Regions from separate parts of the Mus musculus genome. Here region 2 is linked to region 1. The links are chromatin contacts, called in public Hi-C maps. All regions are on one chromosome and are shown on one strand. Each heading gives the region's core, a stretch centred on a gene start, on an enhancer-like site or on the middle of the called end of the contact. The rest is flanking DNA. Distances are from core to core; before and after follow the strand shown.

The links. Hi-C and Micro-C count contacts between places; a contact is called where the count stands out from the background.
Region 2: a Hi-C map of liver shows a contact between it and region 1, with 2.5 times the contacts expected there. The contact joins two enhancer-like sites. A contact is called at or near these places in 1 of 484 Hi-C or Micro-C datasets (liver), 3 of 115 datasets of contacts at active chromatin or transcription factors (embryonic stem cells, pancreatic cancer cells and stem cell-derived neural progenitor cells) and 3 of 9 other capture datasets (adipose tissue, liver and pancreatic islet).

The regions. Positions count from the first base shown.
Region 1 is chr9:31,144,165-31,147,016 of GRCm38.p6, reverse strand. No RefSeq gene overlaps it. Among named protein-coding and RNA genes, the nearest start is that of St14, 14 kb to the right of the region's middle. Within about 2 kb of position 1,501, at least 53 of the 459 cell types and tissues checked have an H3K27ac peak or open chromatin away from gene starts, as enhancers often do. A contact at or near this core is called in liver, where this site is marked.
Region 2 is chr9:31,431,088-31,433,939 of GRCm38.p6, reverse strand. Tmem45b (transmembrane protein 45b) reads left to right here. Exons shown (of 6, transcript NM_144936.1): 2 at 2,420-2,619. The coding sequence starts at 2,436. Among named protein-coding and RNA genes, the nearest start is that of Tmem45b, 32 kb to the left of the region's middle. Within about 2 kb of position 1,414, at least 53 of the 459 cell types and tissues checked have an H3K27ac peak or open chromatin away from gene starts, as enhancers often do. A contact at or near this core is called in liver, where this site is marked.

The sequences.
Region 1 (2,852 bases), core at 252-2,751:
TCATACAACAAGCACGCTGACAACCATTTTCCCAGCCTCCAACTGAGCAGAGCTGTGCCTAACCTCAATGGCATTTTTTAGGAGGCAGCACCACGTGCGTATTTACAGTTATGTTTAAATTATGTATGTACCAAGTCCAAGATGGAAACCTGGGAGACAAGAAAAAGATGGAAAAAAATTTCCCAAATAATTTATTATATAAGGGGGAGATAAAGCCTTTAGGATCCAGATGTTGCTACTGTGTGTGTGTGTGTGTGTGTGTGTGTGTAGAACTACATAGATGAGGCTAGCCTCAAGCCCACAGCCATCCGCCTCCCCAGTGCTGAGATTACAGGCATAGTCCTGGCACCACAGATTGCTTATGCTCCTCCTCCTTGTGTGACGTAGTGCGTTCCTGAAGCGCATGCTCTCCCTGTCTCTCTGCGCATTCTTGATTCGGGTCTCCTTGCTTTATATCTACAGCCTACTTTTTCTCCTAGGATGTGACCTTGTTTCGGTGGTCCTGACAGGTGAGTACTGGTTAGCTGTCTTGTAAGATATTCCACTGTTAAAACATCACAGTGTGTGTGTGTTGTTTGTCTTATAAAAGCCTCCCTGGGGATTATATAATTTTTTTTTACTTTAATTTCTTTATTTGGGATCAAACCCCAGACACACTGTCTTAGTTAGGATTTTACTGCTGTGAACAGACACCATGACCAAGGCAACTCTTATAAGGACAACATTTAATTGGAGCTGGCTTACAGGTTCAGAGGTTCAGTCCACTCTCATCAAGGTGGGAGCATGGCAGCGTCCAGGCAGGCACGGTGCAGGAGGAGCTGAGAGTTCAACAGCTTCATCTGAAGGCTTCTGCCGGAATACTGACTTCCAGGCAGAGCTAGGACAAGGGTATTAAAGCCCATGCCCACAGTGACACACCTACTCCAACAAAGCTACACTTTCTAATACTGCCACTCCTTGGGCCAAGCATATACAAACCATTACACACACTAAGCAAGTGCTGCTCTCTGAACTAGAGTTTTATCATAGACCCCCCCCCCAAAAAAAAGAAAACCTCATTGTCCACATAATGTGGACCTCAGATTTGTTATACAGCCAAGTGCCACCACTCCCGGTTCATATACCTTCAAAGTCGACCTTGAAGCTTCATGCTTGACTGGTGGACTCTGTCCAGTTTGGATCCCAAACGTTTCCCTTAAGGCCTGTTTGTCAGGGTTGACCTCCAGCATGTGCTACTGTTGTGAGACCTAGTATGAGGAAGTTAGGCCCTAGGGGAAGTGCCTTGGGAGATACCCTTGGGCCTTCTCACGCTGCTTAGTGGTCTCTAGGAGGTGAGCAGATCTCTGCTGCGTGCTCTCCAAGTGTGATGAGCTGTCTCGCCACCAGGCCAAGTGACTGGACTGAAAGTACCAACAGAAATAGTTCTTCCTGCTTATAAGCTGTTCACTTGGTGTTTTGTCACAATGGTACCAGGCTGACTAATGCACTCTCTTACTATTTTTTAACTTGTATTTTGATACCTTGAAGTGGAGCAGTTGGAAAGCCTGGTCCTAAGGTCAGTGTGTTGCAACACTGTACTTAATGATCATCAAAGCTAAAAGAACATTCTAGATAATGGTAGTAGCCCCACGGGTAGCATGTGTCAAAACTTAGATCAGACACATAGACATCTTACTGTGTCTGGGATTCTGCAGTGCACTTGTCACTTCTCTGCTGCTGTTAAAAAGTACCCAGACACAAAAACACTGCGAGGAGAAAGGCTTTGTTCTGGCTCGAGGTTCCTGAGGTGATGAAAGCCAGTCAGGAAGTCGAGAGTGGACAGAGATAGTCAGGTTATGAAAACTTGGAAGTTCAGCCACTCGTGGGTCCATGCCTTTAATTCTGGCACTTGGGAAGCAGAGGCAGATGTATCTCTGGTAATTCAAGGCCAGCCAGAGCTACATAGTGACACTCTATCAAAACTAAATCCCCGAGGGTTAATCCCAATGACGTACTTCCTCCAGCATTGCTCTCTCTCCTGAAGTTCCTATAACGTTTCTACCCAGCACCAAGAGCCGGGAGCCAAGTCTTCCAGCACGTGAGCTCATGGGAGCACTTCATATTTAAACTGCAGCACCCTATAAAGCTGTCTTCTAATTTTGAAGGCAGAACAGGCTTGGAGGAGTGCCTGATTAGCATGCATGATACCCTGGGGCCCATCCCTGACAGCACCACATAAGTAAGGCCCTAGCCTGTGCTCCCAGCTCTGAGAAGGCAGGAAGATCAGAAGTTTAAGGTTATCTTTAGCTATGTAGGGGGCTTGAGGGCAGCCTGGGCTAGAGGCCCTTTCTATAAACAAACAAACAAACAAAGATACGAGACCCTTTCAGCAAATCAATCAATCAATCAATCAATAACAGATAAACTAGAAAAATGGCTTAGTGATTAAGATCACAAACTGCTCATGCAAAGTATCCGTGTTCAATTCCCAATACCTTTTTTGAGCAGCTGACAACTGCTTCTAATTCCAGTCCGGGGGAACTCAGCATTTCTAGCCCCTGTAGGTGCCCAAGGCTTGAGATTTCAGAAGACTTCATGCCATCCCCAGTGTCCTCTCTGCCTCCTGTTTGTGGATGAGGAGTGAGCTCTCAGCTGCTGCCGTGCTTTTAGAGATCTAATGTCATGGACTCGGGCCTCTGAAAGCACAAGCCTTCCTTTTCTAAGTTGCCGAGGTCATGGTGGTTTGTCACAGCAAGAAGTAAGCTGAGCTCCTGGAAACTCCACAGCCTTAAACACTGTATCAGGAAGTGACTCTATAAAGTGTTTTCTTGGTCAAGTCCAATCTACTTAAATATATATATATATATATATAT
Region 2 (2,852 bases), core at 165-2,664, 290 kb before region 1:
TGGGAGGAGTCACCTAATTTGTTTTTAGTTTTGCTGAACTATGAAATACGGAGCCTTAATTTTGTACAATAAACTTTTATTTGTATTCTGTTTACTGGTTTATTGTCCTATCATCAAACACTTATTTTTGTACAAACCTGAAAATGTGTAAAACTCAATAATGGCGTTTAGGTTATTTTGGAGCAGCTAATGATACAGAAGTTGAAGGGAGCAGATTCCAGCAGCCAGTGAGCAGCAGCATGTTAATAGTAAAATGATCGCCCTGCTGTGAGTAAACAGGACATTTGCTTCTGTCCAAAGTACAGTGCTTTGCTGGATGGAGTAGGGATCACACAGTATTAGTGGCCATGTGATAGCAGCTGCTTACTGTTGTCTAGAAAAACAGGAAATAAAATTGCTGCCTGCAGTGTGAAAAAAAAAAATCTGTAATGGCTGGGGTCGGAGAGATGGCTCAGCAGTTAAGAGTACTAGCTGCTCTTCCAGAGGACATGGGATTGATTCCCAGCACCCACACGGCAGCTTAAAACTGTCTGTAACTCCATTTCCAGAGAATCAGGCTTTCTCTTAGATATGAATGCAGGCAAAATACTCATACATACACACACACCAAAAAAAAAAAAAGTAAAATTAAATTTGAAAAAAAAAATATGTAAAAAGCTTTATAATTAACAGTCACTGTATAGCTGCCAGCTTCCTGATTTATCTCCATCTCTTAGACTTTTGGTTTAATTACATTGTGTTTCTCTGGGTGTATGTGCTGTGATGTGCCTCTGGAGATGAGAGGACCTGTAGGAGTGGGTCCCACTTCTTCCACCGAGACTGGGCACGGGTCAACAGGCTCAGCAGCCAGCATCCTTTACTGGCTGAGACATTTAACCAGCCCCTTTTTCATCATTTTGACATTAAAAAAAATGCCTACAGAGAGCTGGCCCCACCTTTCGTCTGCCGTGAGGTGGTGTGGGCACAGCAGGGATGGCTTCCCACAATCCCTTGCTGGTTTTAGAACTCAGTAGAGCAGGCTATGTGCCTGGACTGGCCAGCACTGGTGGTGCCAGTGCAGGCGAGCCCGCCCCGAGGGCATGAGAGTGGGAGAGCTTGCCCCACCCCTTATTGGCTGTGGCACTTGGGTAAGCTAGCCAGGCAGGCAGGCTGGCCCTAGTGAGATGGGTATGGGAGAACTGGTGGGCTGACCAACTCAGCTCCTACTCAGGCCCAGATCCAGGGCTTAGGGTTGGCCCACCCTAACATCTACCCCTTCTATGAACTACTGGGGCATGTGAAGGAGCCAGTCCTGCTGAGCCAAAGCTGCAGGATCTCTATGACACAGATCAACAACAAGATATCAGAGAGGAGTCCTGGTGGAGATCCAGTACTGGCAGTGTAGCAGAAGCCAGAGGCCTTGAACCAGACCGCTGAATGACTCATTACAATGAACGTCTGCAAGTGAAGGGGGTTGGACAAAAAGGGTGTATGACACTGTGACACAGTGCAGCTCCCATGATGAGATTTTTGTTCTCTTATTTTTCCTTTGGCGGGGGCAGGGGTCACAGGGGCGGAAGGCAGACACAAAGGGGCAGGGACATGAGTGGAATTGGGGTGCATGATGTGAAATTCACAGAGAATCAATAAAAAGCTTTTTTAAATTACTACATATAAAGTTTCTTCTCTCTAATCCTCTCGTTCGCATCTGTGCCTAGGAAGATATCTTTACACTGAGTCAACAAATACTGACCTGGCCTCCATTTCTCCCCACCAAACTTATTTATTTTCACAGCCCCGGGCCCGGCAGTGTTCTCCCCAACCCCAAATTACCTGGCAGACAGTACTATTCTAGTGATTTAAGGGCTTTTCACATAAAAAGCCTTGATCTTGCTGGTGTGGCTTACGATCAATTCTGCTTCTTGCTACAGTGTGGAGGGGATGGTGCTTTGGAGGCAGGGTTTCATGTCGCCTAAGCTGGCCTTGCCTTTATTAAGAAGGGGAGGATGACCTTGAACTCCTGACCCTCTGGCTTCCACCTCCCAAGGGCTAGGACTAAAGGCATGCAGTGCACCACTATGCCTGGCTCAAAATACACAGAGTAGAAAGACTTCTTGTCTATCGCGTAAAACAGCTGGGTGTGTTGTGTATCCTTGTGATCTCAGGGCCAGGGAGACAAGCGGATCTATACAGCTCATGGGCAGGTCAGCCAGCAGAGCATACTTAGTGGGTTCCAGGCCAATGAGAAGTCCTGTGTTAGAGTAAGGTGGATAGTATCCCTCAGAAGTAATACCTGAGGTTGTCCTCCAGCCTCTACACTCCTGTCTCTGTCTCTCTCTCACACACACACACTCCACATGCACACATGCACCTATATGTGTCTATATGTACATATATGTCTTCATCATTCAATCACCTAACTGCAATCCTCATCTCTTAGGCATCCTGGAACAGCGATGGCAAACTTCAAGGGCCATGCTCTCCCAGGGAGCTTCTTTCTAATAGTGGGGCTGTGGTGGTCAGTGAAGTACCCACTGAAGTACTTTCACCACAAGGGCTTGAAGAATAACAGACTGAGCCGTCAGCAGGAGCGCATTGAGATCATTGAAGGTGCAGTGAAGACTCTGTTTGCAATCATTGGTAAGAACAGAGTCATTTTCTCTTCACATCCAGATCCTTCAACCTACCTCCCAGATCCTGTGAAATAGATGTTTTACTAGCAGAGATAATAGGACAGGGTCTAGATGACTGCTAGTCTGTTATATTCTAATATCCATGTGTGCAAAGCTTTATACTAATAGTTAATAGACCCTCCTATTGTATACACTATGAATAACTACCAAGTAAACTAGTTTTTGCCCTATGAAGTTATA